Regions from separate parts of the Danio rerio genome. Here all the other regions are linked to region 1. The links are chromatin contacts, called in public Hi-C, HiCAR-type and HiChIP or PLAC-seq maps. All regions are on one chromosome and are shown on one strand. Each heading gives the region's core, a stretch centred on a gene start, on an enhancer-like site or on the middle of the called end of the contact. The rest is flanking DNA. Distances are from core to core; before and after follow the strand shown. Region 1 holds the start of ndst2a (N-deacetylase/N-sulfotransferase (heparan glucosaminyl) 2a). Region 2 holds the start of si:dkey-174i8.1. Region 3 overlaps ndst2a (N-deacetylase/N-sulfotransferase (heparan glucosaminyl) 2a). Region 4 overlaps ndst2a (N-deacetylase/N-sulfotransferase (heparan glucosaminyl) 2a).

Region 1 (3,709 bases), core at 644-3,143:
AACATGAGTCAAGTAAAACATAAGTCATTTAAAAAAAACATAAAATTGAGTTTAGTACTGAGGAAATATACAATGTAAAGTAAACAATTTAAATGAATTGTGTGAAATTTGACTTTTTAAGCATGTGCTACAACCAACTCTCTGTCTATTACAACTTACCCCGCAGGTGGGGTAAATAATGAAATTTTTTACTCCTGGCACTTTTGACACTACTGCACAGAAACTAAAGGCAATCATACAACCAATGCTCTTTTGTAGGAGAGGCTTGTGTGTTGTTGGTAAAAAAAAATAAAATTAATAAAAAATAAGAACTGTGTGTCTAACTTCATTACTTTGTTCATTATTTGGCCAAAACTAAAGTGTTACTTTGTGCCCCGCTCCCCCTACTCCACAAATAATTTGAACATCTTCAAACTCTATATGGTCAAAAAGCTAATTTTATTGAATCACAAGACAGATGTATTTCTTAATTATAATTAATTAGGGAATTAAAACACTTTCCTAATTAAAAATTGAACTAGCAGCAGAGGACATGTGTATTGTGCAAAGTCTGTATTACGCAACAAAAACAAAAGCTCAAAGAGATATAATTGCAGTAAAAGGCTTCTCTTTGCACGTAACTCACTAGATCAACAAGTATTCAGCCTAAAATAGCCTCAGGGCTAAGAAAAACATTTCACGATCACTCATAAAAATAAAATATCATGTTTAATAACAAGTTGCAAATTCCAGCATAAAAACTGCATTACTGTTTCACTGTTTTTGAAATGAAATTATGACTTGACCTTTTTATGCATTAAAATAAACGTGCACTTATTTCTAAAATATCATTGATGGGAATGTCAAAAGGACGTATTCAACGTCAACAAAAACACAAATAAAGTGGAGTATTTGCCTAAAGTAGAACCAAAACATGAGCAAAAATAACTATATAAACTAAGTAGCGATGCAAATTATAAATCTAAATTTTTTTTAAAAAAAGTTAGAAGTCCCACCAACCAAACAGCAGATTCGGTTAACGTTCAGAATGCACCGAGTGACCATTTTAAAGAGATTTCTAACAGCAACACAGCTGTGCGGCACAGCCTGACACGAGATGTATTCTTGACTCTCATATTAAAGAGAACAGAGCATTGACTGAAGCCCATGCAAAATTCATTACTGCCCAAAACGAGTCTCCATGGCACAAACTGGCAGTGTTACTCGGATTTTCTATGTACGACGTAAAAGGTTCCAGTGCAGCCTCAATCTGTCCATAAAGTCGAAGAGAAAACACAAGCATTTAACAGCAACAAGCATCCCGCTTTGCTTTTGTCCCAGCTGCTCTGAAACTCACGCTTACGCTCTCAAACACTTTGACCATCTTACTGCATATTAAAACAGCAGGAAAGCGCTGGGTTATGAATGTTTACAAGTATTTACATCATGTAAACCTTTGCTGGATGTGAACATGAAAATCTCAGACTATTCGAAACTTCAACTAAACTGCAAAACTCAACTCCACCGCGGCTCCAACAGTCTATTCGGCGGTTAAAACGTACTTTTGTCAAAACAACATGCATTTGACAGAGTTAAAGTATACTGTTTAAAAACTATACTCGTGTATTTGTAGGCTAAAGGGGGTTTAAGCAAAGCACGTTGATAAGTGGGTGCTCTGATTTTCCTCGGAACGAGGTTAGCGCGGCTAGCCGTAGCATTTCTTCAGTTCAGAAGAGGCAAAGGCGCTTCTTTTCAGGAAAAAAAAAAACACATGACTCACCGATACAGTTTCCTTTGATACGGCTATCCGTAAAAAGATCCTCAAATGTTTATTAAGTTAAAAAAATGAGAAGCGAACTCAAACTCTCGTTGACAGCATCACTCTCTGAGCCGCCATCTTCACTCGGCTATGATGCTGCTGTTGGCTCGAAACGCTCTACCTACCGAAAACTCTGGAACGAACCAATTCAGGCCATCGAATGGGGGGGAATAGCCGGCAAATCAGAATTTTCACATGCGATTATCAGAAAGTACTGCAAAATGTGATTCTTTAGCTCGACGTGTTGATGTGTTTTAAAGAAAATTTTGGAGTTTTTTTAACAAAATATACTGACTGACACGCTTAAAGAAATAATTGTGTTGAATTTAGCCCCTGCAGGGCGGTCAAATTTCAAAGACTTGTTTCCAACAGAGCTCACCTCTCTCGAGCAGAATTTTTCAGGTAGGGGCCCGAACAAGAACCAGTGTATTCTTTCTTATCATATAAAATATTCACACGCTTGTTTTATTAAATCGCATGATTCATCTACATACTTTAAAGTGCTTTGGGGACACGGTTTACAATATGTTTAAACAAGTATAGTTTACCATTAACAAATTAGTTTGTTTTTTTAGCACAGAAATAACTGCTTGATTGAATAAAAAAAAGCGTTGAAAAGTCAGTCCGTGTATAAAGATAGCAGGAATCTCCCAATAGACCACAACAACCATAGTGGTTTCCATGTTTAACCTCCTAGCGCCCCCAGGCGATGGAAACACCCTCAGTGCAATGTTGATTCACTCCAAGCTGTGGTTGTTTTTAGAAGGTGCATTCCAGATACTCAGTAACACACCGTAAACACTACCGTTCAAATATACGAGAACAGCTTTTTCTTCTTCTTTTTAAGGCAATGCAGGTGAATAGGGTAAAAAGTCCTAGTTACTAATTACACTTTACTTTCCCAGATGATTAATTATATTAAGAACAGCTTTAATTCACAAGTTTTCTAAAATGTTGAAATATGCAAATCACATACTATTTTTAATAAATATGCAGTAATTTGCAAACATTTCTAGCATTATAATCTGAATACTGGATTAATTCAGGTTAAAAATTGGGCAGGGGCCACTTGTACTTTTAGAGGGACACTTTAACATACATCACAAACTACTTCATTATTCGGTCTCTTTTATGCAGCACTCTGCAGTCTTCATAAACAAGATCATTCAAAATAATCTTCCTTCTTAATTTGTTTGACAAGCAACTTTGTATTGGTGCAGGATAACACATTTTTAACATTCAAGTACATTAAGGCACATTTTGCACCTGAAAACTTTAACAGATGGTTTTGAAGTCAAGTTTTTTTCCTCCCGTTAATTTAAAATAGTGTTTTCCAAGTGATTTTTAACTAACCAAGGAAAATTTCACAGTATTTCCTATAAAACAAAACTAATTCTTCTGGAGTCATAATAAGTCTCATTTGCTATAGTTTATCTCTTGAATAAAAGCAGTTTTAAAAAAAATAATAAGGTCAGCAATATCAGCCTCCTTAAGAAATATTTACTGTATATTTTTGATCGTCTACACAACAAACTAGTTATACAATAACTTGACTAATTATTCGAACTTTCCTAGTTAACATAACCTAGTTAAGTCTTTAAATTACACTTTAATCTGAATCAAAGACATTACTTGAATACTTAAAGGGACTTTTATTACGCACAGATCGTCTCCAGGAGAAAGATAAAAAACTAGTTATTAGAAATGAGTTAAACTATTAAAATTAAAAACGTGTTGTAAAAAATAATGTTTGAAGACTCGTGCTTTGTCACGACTGAAAACTAAAATGAGTGAAAGCAAAAGTAAACGAGTTAAATATTCATTTTATACGATCAGCTACGATGGCTGATCTCGCTTCACTGTGGCGTTTGACACACACATACATGTACAAATTTAGGGGGGTCAAGCTTG
Region 2 (3,709 bases), core at 884-3,383, 210 kb before region 1:
GATACCGGATCAATGTTGAAGAGGATTTCAGTTCGTGGACAGGGAAGATCACTGCTTATAGTTTCCCAAACATCTTGACCATCCAGATGGTTGGAATCAGACTCTCTGTATCCTGCAAGAGACAGCAAGGTTGGATACCAGTCGGAAATGTGAATCAGAGCATGACTCACCACCCCCTTCCTTTTCAGAAGTGGGCTGTGTACAAAGCCAACTGCTCGAACTCCACCTTCCCAGTAGGAGCCCTTGCCACCACGCAGGGGCCAATTACAGCCCCCTGAGAGAGGCTGGCCCCCGTTGTCTGAGGAGTAGATGAGCACAGAGTTGTCGTAGTAGCCTCGCTCACGCAGCTCACTGACAATTTCCCCTACTGACTCATCTACACCGCTCACCATTGCAGCATAATGACGTCGAGGTCGGTTGCCGAGGGCCTGGTAGCGTCTGAGAAGATGCCCAGGAGCTTGTAAAGGTGTGTGAACTGCCTGAAGCGCCACATACAGAAACAAAGGCTTCCGGTGGTCATGACGTCTCAGGATGTCTTTCACTCTGCAAGAGACCAAATGACCACAAAAGCTTGCATGACTCGGGGAGAGGCAGTTTGTGGTTTACAAATGGACGCAGTCTCTCACCTCTCAGTGTAAAGCCTTGTTGAGTAATTTCCTCTCAGTTCCCAGGCCGGCCGGTCTCCATCATGCAGGTCGAACCCACAGGCCTCTGTTCCGTCACAGCTTTGGAAGCTGAAATGGTCTCCGCTGCCCGTCAGTGATCCAAGAAAGCTTTGAAAGCCACGGCTTGTTGGCAGACACTCGGGACGACAGAAACCCAGGTGCCATTTCCCTACCATGTGGGTGCTGTAGCCAGCCTCCTGGAGCCTCTCAGGGAGCGTCGGCGTGTCAGGGGGCAGGCACAGGGGCTGACGTGCACGAATGATGGAGTGTTGAAGACCAGTATGGATCTGATACCTGAAGCAGAAGATAAGCGGTGATGTGATAGACAGAACACATATCAAGAGTTTCTCAAATCTGCCATGCAGTCTAGCTCATACCCTGATCAAACTCAGCGACCTGTCATTTTCTATGACCTCCAAAGACTTTGATTAGTTTGCTCAGCTAATACATTCATTTCCATGCAACTTTTTATGTATTAAGTGCAAATGGAGTTCAACTTTAGGCTTAAGGTGTTTTTGATTAGGGCAGGAGCTAAGCTCTGCAGCGTAGTGGGGCACTCCATGACCAGAATGAACCCTTGTCTATACCAAAAAGATAGGTCACTCTTTATTTTCATGGTCTGTATGTTGCATTTAAGTTACATTGCAACTAATTCTCATTAGATTTTAAGTAGACTGTTAGGTTGAGGTTGGGGTTAGTGTAAGTTGATATGTACTTAAAAAGTTTCTTATAGTCAGTTCAACAGATATTAAGCAGACGGTCTACTAATACTCAAATGGACCATCAAAATAAAGTGTTACCTTTAATCACAACATAACAACAATCCTGCTAATATTGAACGTGATAAAATATAAACGCAATAGTATAATCTAAATAAGATTATGTCTAATAGTATGTCTCTCATTAAAATACAAATGGTTTAACGTTTTGTTTAACCAAGTCGTGCTATTATAACAAAAAAGTGGGTCTCTTACCGTCCAGTCATAAGCTGGCTGCGTGAGGGTGAACAGATGGGCTGAACATAGTAGTTTTCCAGCTTCACCCCTTCGCCAGCCAGCTGGTCCAACACGGGTGTTTGGATCTCTGAGCCATGGTACCCTATGTCATTGTATCCTTGGTCATCCACCATCACGAAAACAATATGTGGGGGAACTCTACCCCGTTTGACGACCTTTCCTTCTATAGTGTGTATTAGTCCTAGAAGCAAGCAGAATCCGAGTCCCAACACATCCATAATGTGAACGTCAATCCACCACCTCACTGGTCTATTAAATAACGACTTTTAATGTTGTAAATGTTGACTTCCAAATGAATCAAGCCAAGTTAATAGAAAAGGCTTGCTGTTGTGATCCATCATAGTGCATAAAGTTAGTTCTTCCACCCCAGTAAAAATGCTATTTTTTTAAGCCAGTGCTGATAAATGAAATCTTGCCTGTAGTTTGTTCTTCTCGGTTTGTGAGGCTAGGATGGTATACTGTACGTCTGAGTAACATTATGAACTGTCCAAAAGTAAACACTGCTGTCTTCTAACAGGACAATGTTACATTCCTCTAGCTCTCACTCACAGGATCAGGATTACAGACTATACAAGTGTAAAAAGCAAAACAAAGATTATTTCAAATTGAGACTTTCACAGATTATTCTGTGACATGGTTTCTGCAGGTTGCACAGAGTTAAATTTAACACTTTAAGACATTTTGAGAGCAATATGAATGGAATTTTAGACCCATAAAGGGCTAAAGACTAAGAAATTTTTCAAATGACCCAGATGAAAAAGATTTTTTTTTGCCATATCAACATTTCTTTTAAATAATTTAATACATTTAAAAATACAATAATACATTATTATTTAAAAATTAAAATATTTTACATTACATTTTTAGCATCTTTGGCCAGATTGAGCAGCAATACATGAACAAAGAAAAATACGACCTGTTCAAAAAAAAAAGATTTAAGACCTACAGCACAATATTTCAGTAAATGTAAGACTTTTTAAGGCCTAAAAATTGGATTTTAAGATTTAAGACATTAAGACCCTACAGAAACCCTGTGTTAACTTAACATTACAGTTAAATCTAGTTTTACTGCATGACGTGCATTCAGAGCTTATTGTGAAGTGGAATCTTGGAAATTTTGGAATCATGAAGAATTCAGGGAATACACTGTTGACACCACCTGGACGGTAAGTGTATTACACCACAAGTAAAGCTGTGCTGGTGAGACAAAAACCAACATATTGTTTCATTGATCCTCTAATTATCCCAGAACCACAGAAAGGCCTTCACCTGATAATGAGTTCCTAGAACAGAGGCTGACTTCCGTGTATACATGCTGAGTGATGTTAAATGTGAACATGAGTACTGAAAAGCACTGATCTGTTGTACTGACACCGATGTGAATGTAGTCTATGAAGCACTGATTAGCTGCATATCAATTAAAGGGATAGTTCACTTGCGCTCATGTTGGCCCAAACCTGTATGAAAAAACAATGTCATAATTTATGTACCATAATTAAGCTTTTTAAGACCATTTTCACTTTGAAAGATACAGAAACATTTGTTTTCGACACTGTAACAGGGTGATTTACTAAAAAGAGTCAACTTAGCTTCAAATGCTACTGTAAAGTTGATCATTTTTTATTCTTATTTTTTTTTTGTTTATTTACTACATATTTTTAAAGGGTTGGTTTAACCAAAGATGAAAAATGTGTTTTTATTTGAGCGGAATGGTGGCTAAGTGGATACCATAATTGCCTCAGCAAGATGGTTCCAGCAAGAGTCTCAGCTGGTCGTTTGGAGTTTGCATGTTTCCCAGTGTTTGCGTAGGTTTCCACCAGTTTCCCCAACAGCCCAAAGACCTGTGGTATAGGTGAATTGGATAAAGTAAATTGACCATAGTGTGTAAATGGGAAAGTGTGTGGGTGTTTCCCAGCACTCAGAGCTGAGTTGCGGCTGGAAGGGCATCTGCTGTGTTAGAGATTTATCAGAGTAGTTGGTGGTTCATTCTGCTGTGGTGAGGAAAGTGAGTGTTATTTATTCAGCTTC
Region 3 (3,709 bases), core at 491-2,990, 180 kb before region 1:
ACACAGGTGCATTTTGTTGAAGTTTAACAGTAAATATAAATATATATATATAAAAAATATGAAAAAAAGCTTCATAAAAGACTGTTTGGTTTTGTCAATGCATTTTAGATGGGTTAAATTTTGCTGATTAGAAAATGTATAAAAGTCTTAAACAATACCATTGAAACATCTGGGGTCAGTAGATTTTTATTCTAATCAAAGTTTCACTAAAAGATGACTTATTAAATTAAAGAGTAGAAAGTAAATGACTTAGAGTTCAACCAAAAAAATTTGTATTTCAACATAATGCTGAATTTTGTATTTTTTTTTTTTACTTTCTATTCATTAGAGCAGTGATTCTCAACTAGTAGGCCTCAGGGATCCTGCAGGTGGGCCCGAGATTTTAAAATAAACTCTCAATATTATATTATCATTTTTGGATTTCATTATTAATATGCTATAATAAAATGATCAAAGTAATGCACTCTTCTGTTCTCTGATTGATTACTTTAAACTTGCTGCAAAAACAGCCTCATGATCGCATCTGCAACTAGTACAACTTTACTGTATTTTACATTTGTCTGTATATTTTCTTAATAGTAGATATTTAATAGTAGATAGTTTTAATATATAATATAGATTTAGTTTTAAATATAATAAAATTTAAATAAAATTATATACTTTTTAAATAAAATTCTGATAATAGAATATATATATATATATATATATATATATATATATATATATATATATATATATATATATATATATATATATATATATATATATATATATATATATATAAATATATATTTATTACACACACACACACACACACACTGTTCATGTTAATAAATAAAGTTTTAAATGAGCATTTCAAACAAATATTTTAGAGAAAATGTCAGATAGTTGGGCCTTCAAAAATTGATCGGAGAAAGAAATTGGCCCTGAATTGAAAAAGGTTGAGAACCCCTGCTTTAGAGAATATTTAAAAAATGTATTGTTAAACAATTATTCCAAAAAATAGATTCAATTACAGCTTTATAAATTGATAACAATAAAAATCATTCCTCGAGTATAAAGCCTTTTATAATGAATCCTGAATCCTCATATGCCATTGATGACTAGAGTAAGGACTGACGAAACATTAGCTTTGCCATCATAGAAATAATTGACTTTAAACAGAACAGATTTTTATGCAACAATATTTAATTATACTAAAAAAAGTGACTTAATTCATAATAGGAACAAGAAAAAGGACTGAGCAAAAATGAAATGCTAAATAAAGAAATAAATCTGAAAAATGTACATTAAAAATCAGGACCTCTGCAGTGAGAACAAATATGAAGAAGAACTATAAAAAGACTAGACCAGAAAAGACAGACAGACAGAGAGAGAGAGAGAGAGAGAGAGAGAGAGAGAGAGAAATTACAGTATGTACCTGCATGGTAGAACTTCCCAGAGAAGCCAAGATTGAAGGTGAAGTCAGGAACCAGTGTTCGTAGTTTATTCTGTGTGTTGAGCAAAGCCTTGAAAAGGAAGAATTATCACTTCAATAAAATGATATCAAAGACCTTCCCAAAACCTGTTGAAAAAGATTAGCACTTGCCAAAAACAACAACAACAACAACATTTGACTTTACTCTGAGCTACGCTTGAAGGCAAACACATCAACAGTGGCATTAACCGAAGCTCTACTTTTTACCTTAGACATTGACATTAACAAGCGCATTAGCTAAAATCACCAATAGAGGGCAGTGCTGTGACAATTTAGCCTCCTGAAGAAAAGGAGAACTTTCAGGCCCTTGGCCAGATCGACAGACTGAGTGGGATGTGAAATATACATTTGCATTCAAATCTCCTCAACCCACGGGCAGGTCAGACGTGCCGAATGAGGCCCCAGCCTTAACATCAATCTAAACTCATCCTTGCGAAATGAACACATTTCATAACTTAGCATCACTGCGCACATCTAGCTAATGACGGCGCTGTGAGGCTTGAAATACAGAATGATCCTGCCATCAAGCCCTTCAAACCCAGAGAGTGATACGGGGTATAAGCGAATTACAGCACTGTTCCAGCACAAATCAGACAGTGGAGAGAGATAGCGTCGTTTGCCGCACAAATCTAACACAAAGCAGAGGCTGATAGTTGCGGCAATATCACAAATCAAGCCGTGCTGCTGGGGAGAGAAGGCTGCAGCTTCGCAATGAAAAGATGGCATCTTGGGCTGATTTAAGAGCCGCCAGTGTCCCTGAGTATGAGTGTATCCAATATTTGTTCTGCCTTGAGTGTGTTTGCTCAGCATGTCGTCATAATCCTGCTGTTTTTATCTGCCAGCCATCCAAGATTGCTGATGTCCAGAATGAACAGATTCAGTAAGTGTGAATCAACTTTGACAGGAAATGAAACGTTGGGCTGAAAATAAAATGACCTTGCCTAAATAAAAAAAAAAAAAAAGGAAATGTGGTTTTCCTTTTTATGATCAATAACTTTGCTTGGTCAGGAAAGCTTGGACAGAAAGGCTAGGGGGTCAAAACCGATTTAGTTACAACCAACCATTACTATCACAATAGACTGCGGCCTCGCAACTGGAATAGTCTGAAACATTTTATTTTAATCCCTGAATCCCATTTTCTTGCCATAGTCAGTGGGGCCATCTCTAAACCTAAGTAACTATTGCTCAAGACAGGATTTTACTGCAGACTTCTACTGCAGTGTGACCCAGTGACACTAGCTATGCCAGTCAAATGTCACATTGAGCAAAAAGATCACATTTGGACAGTGGACACGAGTAAAAACAGTCATTTCCTGACACATCAGCTCTTCTGCTAGTACAGCTGACAACATTCTTGCGTACTGCGTATACTAAGGCTGCACGATATTGGAAGAATCTGATACTGTGATATTTTATTTTTTGCAACAAATATTGTAAAATGAATACAGTTTAAGAGGGTTTTAATAGCTCTATTTGACGATTTTCTGGAAAGTCTAACAGTATACTGGTATAGAAATGAAATAATATAAATGCATAAAATAAATTCTTGTCTTACTTTTTGTCTGGTTTTTAATCCAAATATTACAAAAATCTTGGACCAAGTAAAAATATTGTTTAGTTTTCACTGTCAAAAGAAATAAGTTATGGGATTTTGCTTGTTTCTGCCAGTGGAGTAAGTGAAATAATCTTTTTTTCATCTTCGAAATGTAGATATTTGGGCTAGAAACAGGACAAAAATTCCAAGTAAGAAATTTTTTTGTTTTTTGCATAAATCATAAAAATCCCATAAATATACAGTGATGAAATATAATTCTGTGGCTCCTGGTCAACTATAAATCAGACTGGACATTGCATATCTTGGCGATGTGACTATTTGGTATTGGTGCTAGAGCTGCACGATTCTGGCTAAAATGAGAATCGTGATTTTTTTTTTTGCCTAAAATAAAGATCATGATTTTCTCATGATTCTGTAGATGTAAAATAAAGGTTAATATAAGTCGGCTATTATCATTGTTATTCTCAAACATGTGGTAAAACAGCAATAGGCTTCGTGTTGCTGTACTGTTGGTTAAAATGCTAAATTTTGTATAGACTTGGAATGGTGGACTTGAACAGACTTTAGATATGTCCTGGTCATTAATGCTGATGATAATTCTGATGCTGAATTATTGTGTTTGAGACATACAGTATGCTTACAATCTGTCATTTTCTGCTTAAAATCTATCACTGAAG
Region 4 (3,709 bases), core at 357-2,856, 160 kb before region 1:
TGCAGACAAATGTTGTCACCTTCAAGATCTGCCACACATTCACAAAAACAAGTTTCCTGTGCTATTCTCACTGAAAGTGCTGCGAAATCACATCTGCCTGTCACCCGTGGCAGGTCACAGGTTTTGACAAACTGCATTTTCGTGAATAGAATGGCTGATAATGTGATGGCAAGACACCTGGATAGCTTACTATGTTACTACTTTGTTACATGCATATGAACCAAGAGAGAACTAGTTCTTGTGGTGCTGCATAAATTACTCTGCAAGGCTGCCATGCCTCACACACTGACCCATGATCAATATGACCTTTGACCTCTAACCTATACTGGTTGAGCTTGTATATGGGTCATGTGAGGTTTCAGATTTCCATCACTCCGGTTTCTTTTCACTCTAACCTAATTACAACAGAACAACTCAATCTGCCTTTGTTCTGTATCTTGGACTGCTGCACCCTCAATCCAACAACAGCTGTCAAGTAAATGCATCTATAAGACTTGATCTAAACCAGAAATATACCAAATCAAAAATAAATACACATTTAAAATAAAAAAAAAACAATAAAAGTTTTCTAAACAGTTACACGTGGTGTATAAGTTTATTACTTTGTAGTTGCTAGGGTGTTTTTAATGGTTACTCAATGACCCAAGTCAGAAAAGCCCACTGCCAAGTCTCTATTATGTTCTGGTCTCTATATATGACCCAAGGTCTAGTACTTCAATAAAGTGTTTGGGGTTTAGTCACTCATTTTATAATCAGCCAAGTGTAAATCCTGCTGTCTTAGAGTAGTGCAACTCTTCTCAGACAAACCACATGATTTGAGGTTTCCATTGCACAAATATTGCAGGACATGTTACATGCCAAATTGTAATACTTGTGGTTAGGGCTCTGCTTCAGCCTCTAACCCTAGCTAAAAGAAAATGGTAATGCTTGCTTTGGCAAACAGCCCTAATTAGTGTACAGGAGTGATGATGCAGTGCACAAAGTGACCAGCAGGGGGCTTCCACGCACAATGGGCAGAGAGATATGGGCTCTGGGCAAGGTGGAGGAGGGGGCTATCATTAGGCTCCAAGGTCATGCTGTATTTGAGCCACAGGTGTGCAGGCCTCTGGGCATCATGGGCGCCTTGCCTGTACAAACACACACAAACACACACACATACACACTCCAGCAAGAAAACTAGACTGCTTCAATCAATACTAAGTAAAAAAAGAGCACTTTAAACTGCTACTATGTGTGGAGAAATTTAATGAGCCTGCAGCTTACCTGCTACATCCAATTTTCAAGTGAAAAAATACAGAGTGCTTCTACAATAACAAAACGCTTCAATAGCAGGAAAAAAATCTTTAGATGGATTCAATCCTGTGGGGCAATTAACATGCAAATTATTTATAGAATTTACAAGCTGTGGGGGATGGCAAAAAAAAACCTGAGCTTATTTTTAATCAAAGGAAATGTTTTACAAACAGCTGGAGAGTGTGGCTTAATCGGAGCTATAATTTTGAATCCCTGAATTTCAGACGGCCGCAGGGTGACAACAGCAATACTCGCCCCTTCTGAAACGCAAACGTTTGAGACAAAGAGATGAAGAGGGACCACGTGAGGACCTTCTCCTCAGCCCCTCTGCCCCAGCAACCCCAGGGTCAAGCCCTCCCTAGCCAAACACCACAATGCTGACCGTCAAATTCCACAGGCCGCTGCCCCCCTCTGATTATTCACCATGAATAACACACCAAATAGACTCACTCCCGTGCATGAAACACAGCCAGAACAAAAAGCAGAGTAGTAAGGATGATCTCCCCCCACCATTTGTCGTCTTTGTCATATTTATGATCTCAGCTGAGATGGGAAAAAATAAATGAAAACAAACAAAACCTTCGACGTCAGTTCCATTTTAATCCTCCCGAGCTGAACTCGGCCTATCAAGTCTATGAATTTCTTTGAGTGTGGACGGAGATAAAGGCAATTGCAGCTTTTCATCCCATTCAGACTTCAAATGGGCATGTGAAGTGTGGCTAAACTACGTCTTTAAAGTGTTTATTTTACCCGTCCATTTCTCAGAGTGCTATGTGAGAATGAGGGCGGCGGTGCTGATAAAAACCTGCTTGTGTTTGGCTTTCGAGAACGCCGGCTTCTCTCTCGCTCTGCCTCTCTGAAAATAGTGCAAAAACAGAATGTATTATGAGTGAGTGAAAAGGAATTACCCAAACTAAGCTGATTTACTGATGTGAGCCGCATGCTGAAGAGCTCCAGCAGGGTTCACTGTCGCTGGCTGCTGATCTCCTGATAATGCTTGCAGAGCAGCCTCTGTTAATTGTTGGATTACAGGATGGCAATTAGCAAGCCAGACTTAACTGGAGAGGACAAAGATACCAACACAACTGAGACGGGCTTAAATCAACAGCCACAAAAACTGGGATGTAGGTTTTACAAGAGCTGCAATGTTAAGATAGGATGGGATGGGATGTGAAATGGTGACAGTCAAAGTTGTGCCAAATCACAACTGGCCTTATGAAAGCAATTATTTGAGGACAACCAATATTTTTAAGGATGTACAGGTATTTGTGTCAAGACGTTAGTAGTTGGCTAACTTGCCTAATCCATCTGCTTTGAAATAAGTCATTATGCACTAAAATCTAGGGCTACTCAATTATACTCACAATTCAAGAGTTCCCACTTAGATACGCTTGGCATTTAAAGCAGGTTTGGCATGCTGTCCCGGGAGAGAACCCTGAGCTCGGAGATATTTGAGCCCAAGGCTCCCGCCTGGTCAATAAGCATATCAGGGGATCCGAGATCAGGTAGGTCTTGATAGCTCCCCTTTTAGAACAAGGGGGGAAAAGGAGGAGATGGGGTGGAAGGGGGGATTCTTCCAAAACAAAGATAGAGCAGTAAGGAAAAAATGATCCATTTATAGTGAGCTAGGATCACTCTGATTGGATTGTTATTGATTACGGATGAGTGGCCAGCAGTGCTCAATCATATCACATGCTCCTCTCGAATTTAGTTTATGAAACTTCACTTATTTTGGTCAATATTGTAATCAATATTAATAAAAATGATACTGAGTGGGCCAAATAACCAAAACTTTTTTACTGATATACAAAATTAAATGCTTTTCTGTAAACAAGGTTGCTATATAAACTATACATTTAGAGATTTACCTTGTTATAACAGAAGAATGGATAACTAAAAACCAAGTAAAATGAACCAAACAAAAGGTCCTTAAAATGATTAAAAATAAATCTTTTGCATAAAAACAAACAAATGAAATAAACTGTGCTTTAAGTATAGTCATCACTGCGAGAATTTAACTTGATATGTTTCTTATTAAAGCTAAACAAGTCTGTTAGTCACGAGCGGTGAGTAAATTTTGTCCTTTTGTTTTGATGTTTAATTATTAATAATAAAAATAATTGAGTTTATTACTCAATTACTTTAGGCAGAGCTCTACAACAAGGACTGCCCGATGGCCTGGGACTCTCAGGACAGTAGAAATGATTTTTACTGGCCCGATCGGGGCAGTGCTGCCTTGTTACTAAAATTTAATATGACTGCGCCTGTTTGTCAATTGCGGGCAATTACAGTGTCAGGGCGCTTTCACATCTAGACGTTTGTTTCAGAGCCGGTCTCGTTTGCCCAGTTAGCACAGTTAGATTGGTGTAGGTTAATCCCGCAATCGCACTCGGATCAGCACCAAATCAATCAGTCC

The links. A called contact is a pair of places that touch in the nucleus more often than the background predicts. HiCAR-type assays count read pairs that join an accessible place to other places. HiChIP or PLAC-seq counts read pairs in DNA pulled down with a chosen protein or histone mark.
Region 2: a contact with region 1 is called in an H3K4me3 HiChIP or PLAC-seq map of gastrula embryo, with 6 times the contacts expected there. The contact joins the promoter of si:dkey-174i8.1 here to the promoter of ndst2a in region 1. A contact is called at or near these places in 2 of 4 datasets of contacts at active chromatin or transcription factors (embryo and gastrula embryo).
Region 3: a contact with region 1 is called in a Hi-C map of skeletal muscle, with 4 times the contacts expected there. The contact joins the enhancer-like site here to the promoter of ndst2a in region 1. A contact is called at or near these places in 7 of 18 Hi-C or Micro-C datasets (caudal fin, embryo, skeletal muscle and 1 more) and 3 of 4 datasets of contacts at active chromatin or transcription factors (caudal fin, embryo and gastrula embryo).
Region 4: a HiCAR-type map of caudal fin shows a contact between it and region 1, with 9 times the contacts expected there. The contact joins the enhancer-like site here to the promoter of ndst2a in region 1. A contact is called at or near these places in 7 of 18 Hi-C or Micro-C datasets (caudal fin, embryo and hematopoietic stem cells) and 2 of 4 datasets of contacts at active chromatin or transcription factors (caudal fin and embryo).

What each region holds. Positions count from the first base shown.
Region 1 is chr13:25,040,202-25,043,910 of GRCz12tu, reverse strand. ndst2a (N-deacetylase/N-sulfotransferase (heparan glucosaminyl) 2a) reads right to left here and starts at 1,893. Exons shown (of 17, transcript XR_012389286.1): 1 at 1,760-1,893.
Region 2 is chr13:25,249,579-25,253,287 of GRCz12tu, reverse strand. It overlaps si:dkey-174i8.1, which reads right to left and starts at 2,133. Exons shown (of 3, transcript XM_021480786.3): 1 at 1,640-2,133; 2 at 627-959; 3 at 1-543. The coding sequence starts at 1,899.
Region 3 is chr13:25,220,867-25,224,575 of GRCz12tu, reverse strand. It overlaps ndst2a (N-deacetylase/N-sulfotransferase (heparan glucosaminyl) 2a), which reads right to left. Exons shown (of 17, transcript XR_012389286.1): 5 at 1,421-1,508. Among named protein-coding and RNA genes, the nearest start is that of si:dkey-174i8.1, 28 kb to the left of the region's middle. Within about 2 kb of position 1,740, at least 8 of the 62 cell types and tissues checked have an H3K27ac peak or open chromatin away from gene starts, as enhancers often do. A contact at or near this core is called in skeletal muscle, where this site is marked.
Region 4 is chr13:25,202,343-25,206,051 of GRCz12tu, reverse strand. The region is part of intron 3 of ndst2a (N-deacetylase/N-sulfotransferase (heparan glucosaminyl) 2a); the gene reads right to left. It overlaps LOC137490475 (a long non-coding RNA gene), which reads left to right. Exons shown (of 2, transcript XR_011009971.2): 2 at 1-1,871. Among named protein-coding and RNA genes, the nearest start is that of si:dkey-174i8.1, 47 kb to the left of the region's middle. Within about 2 kb of position 1,606, at least 18 of the 62 cell types and tissues checked have an H3K27ac peak or open chromatin away from gene starts, as enhancers often do.